Regions from separate parts of the Mus musculus genome. Here all the other regions are linked to region 2. Evidence: chromatin contacts called from public capture Hi-C and promoter capture Hi-C data. All regions are on one chromosome and are shown on one strand. Each heading gives the region's core, a stretch centred on a gene start, on an enhancer-like site or on the middle of the called end of the contact. The rest is flanking DNA. Distances are from core to core; before and after follow the strand shown. Region 1 holds the start of Prss57 (protease, serine 57). Region 2 holds the start of Pcsk4 (proprotein convertase subtilisin/kexin type 4). Region 3 holds the start of Sppl2b (signal peptide peptidase like 2B). Region 4 holds the start of Gzmm (granzyme M (lymphocyte met-ase 1)). Region 5 holds the start of Zbtb7a (zinc finger and BTB domain containing 7a).

The links. Promoter capture Hi-C pulls out the DNA fragments that hold promoters and counts their contacts. Capture Hi-C pulls out chosen DNA fragments and counts their contacts.
Region 1: a contact with region 2 is called in a promoter capture Hi-C map of pre-B cells, with 4 times the contacts expected there. The contact joins the promoter of Prss57 here to the promoter of Pcsk4 in region 2. A contact is called at or near these places in 4 of 39 promoter capture datasets (embryonic stem cells, hippocampal neurons, liver and 1 more), 1 of 115 datasets of contacts at active chromatin or transcription factors (pancreatic cancer cells) and 1 of 9 other capture datasets (liver).
Region 3: a promoter capture Hi-C map of pre-B cells shows a contact between it and region 2, with 4 times the contacts expected there. The contact joins the promoter of Sppl2b here to the promoter of Pcsk4 in region 2. A contact is called at or near these places in 3 of 39 promoter capture datasets (liver, neural stem cells and pre-B cells), 1 of 484 Hi-C or Micro-C datasets (B cells) and 2 of 115 datasets of contacts at active chromatin or transcription factors (embryonic stem cells and microglia).
Region 4: a promoter capture Hi-C map of pre-B cells shows a contact between it and region 2, with 5 times the contacts expected there. The contact joins the promoter of Gzmm here to the promoter of Pcsk4 in region 2. A contact is called at or near these places in 2 of 39 promoter capture datasets (neutrophils and pre-B cells), 1 of 115 datasets of contacts at active chromatin or transcription factors (pancreatic cancer cells) and 1 of 9 other capture datasets (adipose tissue).
Region 5: a contact with region 2 is called in a capture Hi-C map of macrophages, with 3 times the contacts expected there. The contact joins the promoter of Zbtb7a here to the promoter of Pcsk4 in region 2. A contact is called at or near these places in 3 of 115 datasets of contacts at active chromatin or transcription factors (bone marrow-derived macrophages, microglia and pancreatic cancer cells) and 3 of 9 other capture datasets (liver, macrophages and pancreatic islet).

What each region holds. Positions count from the first base shown.
Region 1 is chr10:79,787,539-79,790,238 of GRCm38.p6, reverse strand. It overlaps Prss57 (protease, serine 57), which reads left to right and starts at 1,254. Exons shown (of 5, transcript NM_001042710.1): 1 at 1,254-1,396. The coding sequence starts at 1,297.
Region 2 is chr10:80,328,036-80,330,735 of GRCm38.p6, reverse strand. Pcsk4 (proprotein convertase subtilisin/kexin type 4) reads left to right here and starts at 1,263. Exons shown (of 15, transcript NM_008793.2): 1 at 1,263-1,465; 2 at 1,686-1,790. The coding sequence starts at 1,286. Reep6 (receptor accessory protein 6) reads right to left here and starts at 591. Exons shown (of 5, transcript NM_001204931.1): 1 at 391-591. The coding sequence starts at 505. It overlaps Gm51809 (a long non-coding RNA gene), which reads left to right. Exons shown (of 3, transcript XR_003949017.1): 3 at 244-277.
Region 3 is chr10:80,854,013-80,856,712 of GRCm38.p6, reverse strand. It overlaps Sppl2b (signal peptide peptidase like 2B), which reads right to left and starts at 1,438. Exons shown (of 15, transcript NM_175195.3): 1 at 1,325-1,438. The coding sequence starts at 1,372. Lsm7 (LSM7 homolog, U6 small nuclear RNA and mRNA degradation associated) reads left to right here and starts at 1,504. Exons shown (of 4, transcript NM_025349.2): 1 at 1,504-1,532; 2 at 2,005-2,095. The coding sequence starts at 1,527.
Region 4 is chr10:79,687,725-79,690,424 of GRCm38.p6, reverse strand. Gzmm (granzyme M (lymphocyte met-ase 1)) reads right to left here and starts at 1,405. Exons shown (of 5, transcript NM_008504.3): 1 at 960-1,405. The coding sequence starts at 1,014. It overlaps Cdc34 (cell division cycle 34), which reads right to left. Exons shown (of 5, transcript NM_177613.2): 5 at 2,027-2,576. The coding sequence ends at 2,366.
Region 5 is chr10:81,134,902-81,137,601 of GRCm38.p6, reverse strand. Zbtb7a (zinc finger and BTB domain containing 7a) reads right to left here and starts at 1,331. Exons shown (of 3, transcript NM_010731.3): 1 at 903-1,331.

The DNA.
Region 1 (2,700 bases), core at 5-2,504, 540 kb after region 2:
GAGTTAAAGGTATGCATCCTCTTCAGGCTTGGCTTTCTTTCTGTCCTTATCTCTGTCTTTGTCTTCCCCTCCCTCTCTGTCTCATTCCACCTTCACCTGTTTCTGTTACTCTCTTATGTTCCTCTGGCCCTGGCTCTCTGGGGTCTCTCCCTCCTTCCCCTCCTGCTCTGTGTCTGGTCACTACTACCTTCCTGAGCCCTGGCTCCCTCAAAGGCCAATGGTGCAGAGCTTCCCCCTGCATCCTCAGTGGGGGATGGAGTGACCCTTTTGGGAGGTTGTTGCTAAGACAACAGTGCCTTCTCCTGCAGGATGCCCTTGCTGACCCTGAGCCCTCTCCCCTTCCTGAGCTGTCTGGGACCACTGTGCACCCTGAGTTCACCCAAGCCCCTCTCTGCTCTTAGGTACCTACCATTTGCATCAGCCCTGGGGTGGGTCCTACAGGCCAACTAGGGCATAGCCTGTAGCAGACTTAATTAAAGCTGCAGCATCTGCTAACAAGCATGGACCAGTACAAGCCCAGCCAGTGTGTGCTCTGGGCTCCATCTCACAACCTAGGGGAAGCTTATGTTCCCACCTTACGTGGGTCCATGGTAGACAACACCTGTGGCCTTAGCACTTGGAGGATAGAGGAGGGAGAGGCAGGCAGGCGTTCAGGGCTATTCTCAGCTGGATAGCTAGTTCAAGAGCGTATTGAATTAGAGGCCAGATAACTGAACTTTCTCTCCCAAAGGTCCCCACCACGAGGAAACCCAAGCCCAGCACATATCCTGATGGGTGGTCTCTGGACTCCAGACCTTAGGGTCACTCTCTGCTATGTCCCCAGTTCTTCCAAGGAAGTATGGTATACAGTAGGACCTCAGTAAAAGCAATAAAGTCAGCCCAACTCAGAGCCCTCCCCAAAGAACTAGCTTTATGGTCCTCACTGACCTCAGGTTCATGATGGGGAAACTGAGGTCAAGGGTCAAGGTGCTTGCTCCTGGGCTACCTGGCTGGGGACAGACAGATAAGCAGAGTTGGTGCTTCCAGGATGACTGTCCCCTGAGAAGGTCTGAATGCGTTCAGTGGCCAGATAATCTAGTAGGAAGGTACAAGGGGAGTTTGAGCTCACAAACCAATCTTGTTTCTAAACTTCTGGGTTTTCATGAGCAGCACAGTTGGAGACAAGAAACAGTAACGTGGCCTCCCCTGATTTCCAGAAGTGCCTGCTCCACCTTCTGACCACAGACCACAGACCCGGAACAACTTTCTGGACTGAACCGTTGGGTGCCTCCTGCACCTGCAGACCTCACCAGAAAGATGCCATCCTCTACAGCTATGGTGCCTGGGACAAGAGGAGGCTGGCACTGTCTGGTGCTGACTACAGCAGCTGCCCTGACCCAGCTCATGTGGCTCCCTGGTGAGAACTCCAAATGGCCATTAGACCCTACCCAAGGTGACCAGGCTCCCACACAGGATGCACGTGTACTCTTGCTCAGGCAGGAGGCTATGGGGTGGGGGTGGGGCAGCCAGTAGGGACTTCAGCCACCTCAGGTACAAGATCGTGGAGACTGGGCTTCCTAGCTTTTGTTTTGTTTTGTTTTTATTTTTGTGTGTATTAGTGTTTTGCCTGTATGTTTGCATGCCTGCAGTACCTGGAGGAACCAGAAGGTGGCATCAGATCCCCTGGAATTTACAGTCGGTTCCAACAATCATGTAGATGCTGGCATTAGAATCTAAGTCCTCAGTAAGACCAGCCAGGGGTTTTAAATAACGAGCCATTTCTCCAAGCCTCCTATTTTTTAAAAATTACATTTATTTATTTTGAGAGAGTACATGTAGATAGTGCTTGTCACAACCAGTGGAAAACTTGCAGGGGTCGATTCTGTCCTTCTACCATAGGGGTTCCTGGGATTAAACTCAGATTGTCAAGCTTGGTAGCATGTGCCTTTGCCTGCTGAACCTATCACAGGCCCAAAAGGTCTCCTAGCCTCAGTCTTTAATTATCTATCTATCTATCTATCTATCCATCCATCCATCCATCCATCCATCCATGTCTGTCTATCTGTTTGCTTTCAAGACAGGGTTTCTCTGTGTAGCCCTGGCTGTACTGGAACTCACTTTGTAGACCAGGCTGGTCTCGAACTCAGAAATCTGCCTGCCTTTGCCTCCCAAGCACTGGGATTAAAGGTGTGCCCCACCACTTGGTCCCCTCTATTTCTCTTAAGTAAAGTGGGTTTCTCGTGGTCCAGGCACCTTGAAATAGCTGGGCAGCTGAAAAGGGAATCACCTTGAATTCCTGATCCTCCTGCCTCCACTTCCAGAGTTCTGAAACAGCAGGCCTGCACTGCTACACCATGCTTATGTGGTGCTGAGGGTGCCTGGGACTGGCTTTGTCTGTCTGTCTCATCTCTGTCTCTGTCTCTGTCTCTGTCTCTGTCTCTGTCTCTGTCTCTGTCTCTGTCTCTGTCTGTCTGTCTGTCTGTCTCTCTCTCTCTCACACACACACACACACTCACTCTTAGGCGAGGTCTCATCATGTAGCCCTGGCTGGCCTGTAACTCTCCATGTAGACCAGGCTGACTCTGAACCCACAGAGATCCTCCTGCCTTTGCTTCCTGGATGCCTCCCTCTAGGTTTGCCCCTTCCTCTCAGCCCAGCCTCCACCCCTACTCCCTGCCAGGGCTGTGCTCCATTGCCCTTGATTTACCTGTCCTGTCCTTG
Region 2 (2,700 bases), core at 14-2,513:
GTCCTTATGGCCTTGTAGAGGCCCTCAGGAACCTAGGATGTGCACACCTTCCAGGTCAGAGTTCCCAGAACCTCACGATGCCTGGTATAAGGGTCCATCTTAGAGATGGGATGCTGCAGCTAGGAATGAACTCTCAGGACCTCCCAAACCCCGTAGAAAACCTAAGATGTAAACTCCTTCCAGGGTGAGGGCACCCAAACTTCAAGATGCCCAGTCAGAACTTGGGTCCTGCAACTTATACAGGGATAGGACCCGGGAGCCAAGCCTGCATTCCCAGGGCCTCCTGGAGCTCGTCTAGAACCCATGACATGAGTCCTTTCCAGTGATGGGACCCAGGACCTCATGGTGCCCGTTGGGAACCAAGTGACATGCACCCCTCTCCAGGCTCACCCGCGGCGAGATACCGCTTCTCTACACCGGTCCTTGCTTCGAGCGCCCCGAGCGCTTCGGTGGCCACGTTCTTCTGTTCCAGAAAACGTTCGAAGCGCTGGCGCAGACCGTCCATGGCAGCGGCGGGCGCGGGGCAGGCCACTGAAGCACGCCCGCAACCTCGCGCACCGGCGCCGCCGAGAGCGCACTTTCACCACCCGCCCACCGCCCGGCCCCGCCCCCGGCCCAGTGCTTTCGGCCCCGGACCCTGGCTCCGCCCCCGCCCCCCGGCTCTGGCCAATGGGAGGGCAGGGCGGACAAAGGAGGTGGGGCCTGCCCCGTCTCCCCGGCCGCATGGCCCTCTGGCCAGGGTGAGGGCCGGGGCGGCAGCGAGGAGTCCCGAGGGGGCGGGGCCCCAGGGTGATGGCGTGTTGATTGGTCAAGAGGGTGTGGCACGATAGTGATTGGACAAGCGGTAGATTATTGACGGAGAGCGATTGACGTGGGTGGAGCTAGTTGAGGAACAGATGGGCGGAGCCTGGTAAAGATCAGCGCTGATTGGACAGACCAGAAAGGAGGCGGGACTACACTGGAAAAACGAAGCTGATCACGAAGGAGGGGGCGTGGAGAAAAGTGGGCGGGGCCAAATAAAGGTTGAAGGCACCTGTTACCTTGAACCTGCTCCTAAGGGCAGATGGAGGGGTTGTCCTTGTATAGGTGGAGAAAGTGAGGTTCCCGAAGGCTTAGGTCCCTATGAATGTGTCACTCCTAGTGGAATATTCCCACCCCTCCCAGGTGGGGAGGGGGTGGGGGAGGAAGGAAGCGCAAGGCCCCTTGGGAGTTGACAGCTTCGCGTTGCTATGGTGTCCAGGCTGGGAGTGCTTCCTGAAGCCCCGCCCCCGCCCCGCCCCCCGCTATGCGGCCCTCCCAGACAGAGCTGTGGCTGGGTCTGACTTTGACTTTGGCCCTCCTGGCTGTGAGGTGGGCCTCAGCCCAGGCCCCCATCTATGTCAGCAGCTGGGCAGTGCGGGTGACCAAAGGTTACCAGGAAGCTGAGCGCCTGGCCCGTAAATTTGGCTTCGTCAACCTGGGACAGGTGGGTGGGACGTGGGGTGTGGGTCTGGACAACCTCAGATCTGGACAAATGGGAGGGTGTCCCCAAGACCTCCCCAAATATGTATCTGTGTGCCCCTCCATGTTCAATTTGGGATTCTGTGGCTGTCATATGGACCCCTGGCTGAGGTGTATAAAGTCGTGGAGATCCTATCAAAGGAGCAGGGTCCCAGCTATGCCCCTGTTGTCCGTCGCATTCCCAGATCTTCCCTGACGACCAGTATTTCCATCTGCGGCACCGGGGTGTGGCCCAGCAGTCCCTGACTCCACACTGGGGCCATCGTCTACGACTGAAGAAAGATCCCAAGGTGAGAGTGCTCGTGGATGCTGTGTCCCAACCAGTAGCCTTCTGTCACCGTTCCTGCTATGAGTGGCCTGTGTGAAGTGGGGCCTAGTTGGGGAAGCCATGTGTGAGCTAGGCGCATATGTAACACAACTTAATATCCAGGGGGACTCAGATAAACCCTTGCCCTGTTGTCCTGAATGGAAGGTCTCATGCACTGGTCCTTTCCCCCCCTGCAAGCCACAGGATGTAGGGAAGGGAACCGGTCCATTTCAGCACACAGGGGAGCTGGAGTCGGTGAGTGTGCAGAACCAGGGGCAGAGCCCAAGTTTTTGGTGCTTCTGTAGGTGTCCTGTCCACATTAGGCCAGTCTGCCACTGGGAACAACTCTTAGATGGCAGTCAAAAAACAGGCATGGAGGTGTGGTATGAGCCATAGAGGGTTACAGGATACGTTAGAGAGGGGATCACCTGCACTGGGACCTATCTTAGCTATTGCTATGACAAATACCATGACCAAAGCAACTTCCAGAAGGAAGACTTTATTGGAGCTTATTGGACTCAGAGGGTGAGGCCATGGCCAGTATGTCAGGGAGCATAGCAGGAGGGGTCAAGGTGGTGCTGATAGTTCACAAGGGGAAGGGAGAGCTAGCTGGAAAGGACATGGGCTTCTGAAACCTCCAAGCCCACCACCCACCTCCCAGTGATAGCGATAGACCTTCTTAAACAGGTTCACCTACTGGGAACCCAGCCAAGTATAAAAGGTAGGGGCCATTCTCATTCAAACCACCACAGGGACTCAGTGTCTTTAGAAGCCAAGCCTCTGAAGGAAGAGAATGAAGATAAATAGAAGTGGATAGATGGACAGAGATGGTCACCCAGAAGAACATGGCTCCTGAGAGAGACTAAGATGGGGTGTAAGGAGAAGGGCACAGG
Region 3 (2,700 bases), core at 189-2,688, 530 kb before region 2:
AAAAAGACATGGACTGGCCCCAGGGCAGGTCCAGCCAGGAGAGATGGCATAGCCAGGGGAGTTCCTCCATCAAAAGAGAAAAGAAAAAAAAAAAGACAAGGAGAAACCAGAATAGCCTTGGTGGACGGCACCTGCACAAAGAGGGCAGTTTCCAGAGGACAGTGGCCTGCTAAATATGATGTAGAGCCCTGGCCCACTGGCCAGATGCAGCAAGCCCTGACACACTTTCAAAAGCTCATGCTCAGCCAAGAACAGGATGTGGGGATAAAAGCAGCCAAAGAGAGATGTTGGCCACATGGTGGAGAGCCCAGGAACCACATGTGTGAGGAATGCCTTAAAGCTTAGCCAATCAAGGAGGCACATGCCAGCCAGTTGTGGCAGCACCGGGGAGGCTGAGGCAGAGCTGCAAGCCCACCGCCAGCCTGGGCCATACAGGGAGACCCTGTCACAAAAGTCTGTAATCTCAAAAAGGAAAAGAAAAAGTATTTTTAAAAATGACCTGGGCTCTTGTTTCACAAGACAAGAGCGTACACAGTAGCAGGACGCACTGGCCACCCTTCAAACCGGCCCAAGACCCAAGGATGCAACACTCCAGGATCTGGGACTGAAGGCTGGAGCCACAAAGACAAAACAAGAAAGGACTCTACTAAGCCAGGAGTTGCGATGCGGCGCGTGAGATAACTAGGCCGGTGTTTTGCTTTGAGTTCCAGGTTAGCCAAGCCTCACCGGGTGCACAGGGACAGCCAGGGCAACATGGGAAGTCAGAGCCCAGCCTGGACTGCAGAGCGAGCTGGAGGCCAGCCTGAGCTGCGGAGCAAGTTGGAGGGCAGCCTGGACTGCAGAGTGAGTGTGAAGCCAACATGGGTTACATAGTGAGTTCAAGGCTAGCCTGGACTACGCCGAGTTCGAGACCAGCATGCCACCTCTCTCAGAAAGCAAAGCACACCAGAAGCCAGCCTCCTGCCAGGGCGCACCCCGCGCACACCTGAGGCGTCCCAGCAGAAGCTCGTCCCCAGCGTTCTGCACCGACCCTGAGGTGGGGACCCCCTTCCGCCCAAGGTCACAGAACAGAAGCCGGGGTGCCGGGCTGCATGCACCTCGGGGGCCGCGCTGGACGCCCCGGGGATGGAGCGCGGGAACTCGCCCCATTCTGCAAAAGGGGAAACTGAGGCTGGCAGGAACAGCGGCGGCGGCGGTTGGGGCCCCGGGGCGCAGGGCGGGCTAAGCCCCGCCAGAAGTCTGCGGTGGCAATGAGCGAGTGGACCGCAAGGTCAAGGGCACGGTCAGGAGTTGGGGGGCCGGGCCGATCGGCCGTGGCGCTCACCTGGGCCGCGAGTAGCAGCAAAGCTGCGGCCAGCCGCGCCGCGGCCATGTCCGCCGGTCCCCCCGCAGCTCTAGGCGGAAGGTTTCCTGGCAACGCCTTCGGGACGCCGCAACGTGCTTGCGCCGAGGCTGCGCGTGCGCAAAGGCCTCCGCGTTAGAAAAGGGCGGGGCGGCGCCTGCGCAGAGCGACGTGAGGCGACAAGATGGCGGTGAGCATGTCTAGATCGTGGAAAGCAGGGCCGCGGGATCGAGGGTCTGTGGAAGCGAGAGCAGAAAGACTGAAAGGAGAGTGACGGACGCCCTAGAGTAGGGAGACAGGGTGCTGAAGGATGGGAGCCACGTGGGACTGCAGACGGAAGCCATGGGTACAGACCAGGTGACATGAAAAACAGACGACCGACATGAGGATGCAGACGCGGAACGTGGGGGTTGCAGACCAGGCAGACAGGGGTGCGTACAGGAAACAGTGCAGATGGGGTATCCAGGGATGCAGATGAGGACGTGGGCATGCAGACAGAAATGCAGACTCGGGCATAGCATTCAATTAGGCAGACACTGGAGGTGAGGATGCACCCAGGGTTCTGGGAGCCTGAGTTGGAAAGGAGTCCCTGGGTGCCATGCCCAGGCTACAGGGATATGGGGAGGCTGGACCTCTCTCCTCAGCGCCCCACCTCCCAGCAGGACAAAGAGAAAAAGAAGAAAGAAAGCATCTTGGACCTCTCCAAGTACATCGATAAGACCATTCGGGTGAAGTTCCAGGGTGGCCGGGAAGGTGAGTGCCTACCGCAGGGCTCCCTGACACAGAGCTTGGCTGAGGTCACAGCAAGCAAGGGAAGCCACCTAGTACAGGCGTTCCAATAATGGCTTGGGCTATTGTGTACCATTGAAAGGTATGCCCCTATTGTGGGTGGGGAAACAGAGCCCCAGGAAAGGAGTCAAGTGAGATTAGCACCCAGACCAGTATGGATGGATCCTGAAGGAAGGGGCCAGGACCCACGAGGAGGTGGAAGGAGGTGATAGGAAGCCCTGTTCTTAAGCACCTGGACACAGCAGGAACCTGGAAGGTTTCCCAATGAAAGGATTGAAAGTTCCAGGCCAGTTTAAGTTATGTAGCAAGATCTGTCTCCAAGAATCAACCATGGGTGGGGCTGTATGTCTGTGGGTAGATTGCTGGTTTAGCATGCATAAAGCCCTGAGTTCTATTCCCAACCCCGTGTAAACCTGGCGTGGTTGTATAAGCCTGGCATTCCAACACTAGGGGTAAGACAGGAGGATCAGGCTGCCTAGTGAGTCTGAGACCAGCTTGGGCACATGAGACCCTGGGGGGGGGGGGGGAGACTGTTTCAGATTGCATGGATGGGTGACAATAAAGTTTTA
Region 4 (2,700 bases), core at 156-2,655, 640 kb after region 2:
GGACTACAATAGTGAGATCTTGTCTCAAATAGACAAATGCATCTATGCATACAGATAGATGTATATATATGGAGGTCAGAGACCAAGTCTGGTGTTTTCTGCATTGCCCTATACCTTAATTGAGGCTTCACTGATTCAGCACATTCCCAGAGCCTCAGGGACCCTGTGGCTTGGCTCGTCCCCTAGAGCTGGGGTTACAGGCATGAGACACAGCTCTACAGTGAGTTGTAGGCCATCTGTACCTCAGGATGGTAGCACAGCCTCTCATTGACCAAACTCAAGAAGCGGGTATTTACTTATAAATTCCAGGCCAGCCAGGGCTACATGGCAATACCTTTACAAAAAGAAAGTCATGTGTGGTAGCCACACACCTCTAATGTCAGTGCTCAGGAGGCTCTGTAGCACAGATGGCCTCAAACTCACTGGAGAGCAAGGGTTTGAGCAAGGGTTTGAATTCCTGGTCTTCCACCTCCAGTGCTAGGATGACAGGTGTGCTCTACCATGCCTGGTGGAATGGAGTATGGAGCCCAGGTTTTCTGTACACCAGGCATATGCCCCAACTTAAGCTATATCCTTAACCCCATTTTGTTTCCTCTGATAGGTCTCACTCTAACTGAACTCATGGCAATCCTCCTGCCTCAGACCCCTCAAATACTGAGCTCAGAGGCCTGTCACCAGGCTACGTGGTTTTCTTTCTTTTTTTTTTTGAGACAGGGTTTCTCTGTATAGCTCTGGGGGTCCTGGAACTCACTTTGTAGACCAGGCTGGCCTCGAACTCAGAAATCCGCCTGCCTCTGCCTCCCAAGTGCTGGGATTAAAGACGCGCGCCACCGCGCCCGGCTCTACGCTGTTTTTACTCAGGGTTCTGAATCATCTGCTAGTTTCCCTGTACGTAATGCCTCCCATCCACAGCCCTCTGGATACCCGGCTCTGGGCCTCAGTTTCCCCCGAATGCTCACCTGCCCACAGTGTTTTCAGGGCCAGCAGTAGCAGCAGGGACCAGCAGACCTCCATCCTGGCACAGGATCAGTGGTCCCTGGGGGAAAGGGTTCCCCACTCTCTCTTCCTGTGGGGACAGGTGGCCTTCCCAGTACCACCCACCTTGCACAAGTGTCAACTCCTCCTACTTCACACCCTGCTGTGTGGTTTTAGAAAGCAATTCTGCTGTCAAAGCTGCCCCCTGCCTGGGGGGCAGCAACTATAGCCCAGTGATGCTCATTCTGGTGATTAGCACCAGGTAAACACTGGGTCTGTCTCAATGGACCTCAACCCCCACAGAGGATGACTCACAGGGTCAGTTCTCTCCTTGAGCCGTGTAGGTCCTGTGCTAGGCTTGGTGGCAGGCCTCTACCCACTGAGCCTTACTGCTGGCCCTGCAACTTTGTACATAAGGCTGGCTGCAAATTATACGGGTAGAGGAAGGCCTGAACTAACGCCTTTCCAACAACTTGTCCTTCTCTCATCAGTTATAAGCAGCACAGGTTCCATGAAGTGCTATTCAGTAGAGTACAGCTTTGTTCTGGAGACTGGAACTCTGGAGAGTTAACAGGCCCACGCAATGAAAGTGACACTTTCTTTTCCTTTCTTTACATGGCACCCAATGCTATTTCAGCACTGGGTCACTGTAGCCACCCTGCACAGCATGATGTGGTCAGAGCATCACTCAGCCTGTCCTTCCTGTGGGGAGTCACCAGGCTGCCTGCCACAGGGACTCCTCAGGCAGGCACTGGAGTTCCCAGGGCTGAAGAAGTGCCCAGGACACAAGGACTGCTGGGATACTAGTCCTCTGCACGCCTCAGGACCCAGGCCTTCTGACTGCAGGATGGAGGCGGACACAGACAGCCACAGTGCCAGATGCAGGAAGGTGGGATCTGCAGGCAGCAAGTTGCTTCTGGGCCTGGGGCCCCTGTACAATCCTGAGCCTTAACAGTCACTATCTCTTCCTGCCCATCCCACGGCCTTGGCCGGGCTACCCAGGTGGCCCTCAGTACCGAGTGCCACCGGCGTCCTAGGTGATTCTCTCAGCTTCTCAGAAAGCTATTTTATTTTATTTCACACACACCAAAAGCAGAGAGGAGACTGTGGTGCTGGCCTTCCTTGGGCTGGGCTGGAGTCTCTGGCTCCCCACCAGGCAGTCGGTCCCCAGCCTCCCAGGCTTGTCATCATCTGAAAGCTGAGTGGGGTGTTTGCCCTGCACCACAGCTCTTCTCCAAAGCCGAGGAAAACCCATGGGGAATACGGGGTAAGAGGACCTAAGGATCATGGGATGGGAGCCCACATGGAACCTCGGTGAGGTAGTCTGTCGCCTGAGGCCCACACGGGTCCTGCTGAGGTAAAATTTGTAAGTTTATTTCAGGGACGTGGGTCAGGACTCTTCGGTGCCAGAGTCATCCTCTTCATCCCCAAAGCAGCTGTCGGCCTCCTCCACTTCGCCGTCCTCATAGTAGTCGTCGTAGAAGAGGTCCGAGCCCTCGTCGGGCGCCGGCGCCTTGGTCTTCACGCAGTACTCGGCCAGCGTAGTGGGCACCTTCACACCATCGCGCTCCGCGTCCACCTTGGTCCCCAGGACCTGCTTCCTGGGGAGACAGGGCAGGTGAGGCCAAGGCCCAGGACAATGGGATTCCAAGAATAGACACTGAATGGAGGGCAGGGAGCAGGTGGGAGGGAATAAAGGGCGTGGGGACAAGGAGTGGCCAGTTC
Region 5 (2,700 bases), core at 82-2,581, 810 kb before region 2:
CGCCTCTTCTGCATAAACCCCGCCCCTGCACGCAGGCCCCGCCCAAACGCAGGCTCCACCCCCATGCAGCGCCGCGCCGGACGATTTCTAGTATCCATTGGCCCTCAGGTCTGCCACTCACCGCCCCTCCTCCGCAACGCCCCTCCCTGACCCGCCGCTATCGCGAGGCACTCTGGGATTTGTAGTTTATTCTCCAAGGCCACCTTCCAAAACAACAAGCACTGAAGATAAGCGAAAGAACTACAGAGCCCAGGAGAACCGCGACGACGCGCCCGCCTCCCAGACACTCCACCCCTCACCCCTTCCCTCCGCCTCTCTCGGGCCTTTTTTTTTTTTTTTTTTTTTTTTTTTTTTTTTTTTTGCAAAGCCCCCCTCCCTGTTTTGTCAGCCCCCTCCCCCCCTCCGCCAAGGCGCTCCATCCTGGCCAACTCCAACGTCTGCGCGCAATCCCGGATAGGCCTTCCCCGCCCCCCGCTTGCCCACTACCACTCGGAAAGGGGAGCGGCGCGCCCCGGGCCCTATTGCAAACTTAGCACGCGACGCACCCCTCAGCCCCCACCTTCGCCTTCGGTGAGGCCCGGCTCCCCTCCCCCGCGGGCCGCGCGCCGGGAACCCTGAGGCCGTGCCGCCCGAGTAGGGAGGAGGGATCGGGAGCGGGCTTGTGCCCTTCGCCCCGGAGGGACCCGGGCGGAGCCCCCCCGCCTCCCGACTCCTCTTCGGCTCTGGCCGGGCAATCTTGGTCTCCAGAACCCCTGAGCTACGGAGGCGCCCCAGATCCCCCATCCAGTCCGTTCCGCTCCGTACGGGCTCTCGGGGTGCGCACTGCGCCCCCGGCCGCGTCCCCACCCTGCAAGGAAATTAAAAAGGAAAGAAAGGAAAAAAAAAAGAAAAACAAAACCCACCTCTCCGGGAGAGGAGTCCCCTTCAGCCCGGGCAGCTTACCTCGCGGGGACCCGAGCCCGGAGGACGCGCGATCGGGGCAGCCCGCGGCGCGGACCTCGCTCGGGCGGGCGGCGGCGTCACTGCCCCTACAGTAGCCGTACAGTACGCAAAGCCCCGTATGATGCTCGCGACTCCCTTCCTGGTTTGTCCGAGGGCAAGAGGGGTCCTCCCTCGTCTTAAAGGTGCCGCAGCGCCGGCACCCCCACGCCCAGCCCGCCCCCCCGGCCACCGCGGCCAGAACAGGCTCTGCAGGTCGGCTCTTGCCACGTCCCGCGGGGCTGCGCCGCGAGAGCAGATCGGGCTGCGATTAGGGATTTGGGGGTGCCGGGCGGGCGGGGGGCGCAGCCCCGACCCATCGGCCCCTCCCCTGGCAAGCCCGTGACCTCTCCGCCCCGTGCGCGGCGCCGTGCCAGCCTGCTGGCTTATCTACGGCCCGGAGCACCCCAGGGTGCTGGGGGCGGGCAAGAGGGGCCCCTCGGGTTCAGGGGGTGGGGGCCGCAGATAAACAGCCCCGGCCTGTGCGCGCAGGGCGGGGTTCAGGGGGCGCGGGCTGTGCCCCCGAAGCCCGGGGCGGGGCGGGACCGGGTTGGCAATGGGGGCGGGAGTGCGGTGCGCACCCGGAGGACTGGGTGCCGGGGCGTAAGGGGCCCTCTGGCCCAAGGAGCTGAGATGAAGGCGAGGAAGTGACGGTCCCTTGCCTCACACCTCTCTCCAAGGCCACCAGGGCGCTGCCATGGTACCGCATCTCCCTTCTCTGAGCCTCAGTTTCCCCAAATAATGCAAGGAATCGAAAGGAGAAGAAAAGGTCTGTTGCAAGGTCGGCGAGGTTGCATCGGCGCTCCTGTCATCCTTGGCCTCAGTTTACCCAAGTAGTGCAAAGAACCCAGGAAAGGAAGAAAAAAGATCAGAGTCTGCATTTGAGCTCCAGGTCCCCTAACCCCCACATAAACCTCAGTTTACTCAAACTGCGAGGAACCCAGAGTTTGCAAGTACAGCTAGGTTGCTTTAGAGTGTCGGGTCTCCGTCCACCCCCGCCCCCATCTGCGCCTTAAATTACCAAAGCCATACCAGGGACCCCCCAGGGGAAGACTTGCAGGGCCGCGAAATGTCAGCTGAGCTCGGGGGTCCCGCCCTCACCGGTGCAGCCAGCCAGCAAACCTGCCGCCCCGCGATTACATAAAACAGTCGCCTCCACCCGGCTGTGCCAGGGGCGTAGCGCGGGGAAGGGGTTGGCGAGGGGCGGGGAAGGACGGTTGTTTTCCAGGCCTTGTAATTTTCCCCGCAGCCGGCTGGCTGGCCCGGCTGGTGTGGGGCGTGGACCCGGACCCTCGCAGGGGCGCCGCACAGCTCCGCAGGACAGAGGTGGGAAGTAGGAAAGTGCGAATCCAACCCTGCGTTTTCTGTTTTCTTTCTTTCTTTCTTTCTTTTTTTTTCACCCCCTTGTCCTTTTCTCTCCCACTTCCTCTCTGGTCGTGGGAGAGGTCTGGAGAGGGAGGGGAAGGCAGAGGAGGGGACAGGCGACATCCCGGTTCACCAGGCCTGCTGGGTTCGGGTTCCAGCACGCCACAGCCACCAGACGACCTGACTGTGGATCTGGCTCTGGGGAGGGGGCGGAGCGGGGAGTTAGAACCAGCGCCTGGCCTCAGTTTCCCCTTCAGTTCCCCTTCGTATGGAGACTGGCCATCCTTGCTTTAGCTTTAAGTGTGTCTGTCACAATATGAGATGTCAGCCTCCAAATGCCCGGTCCTTAATTTAGTT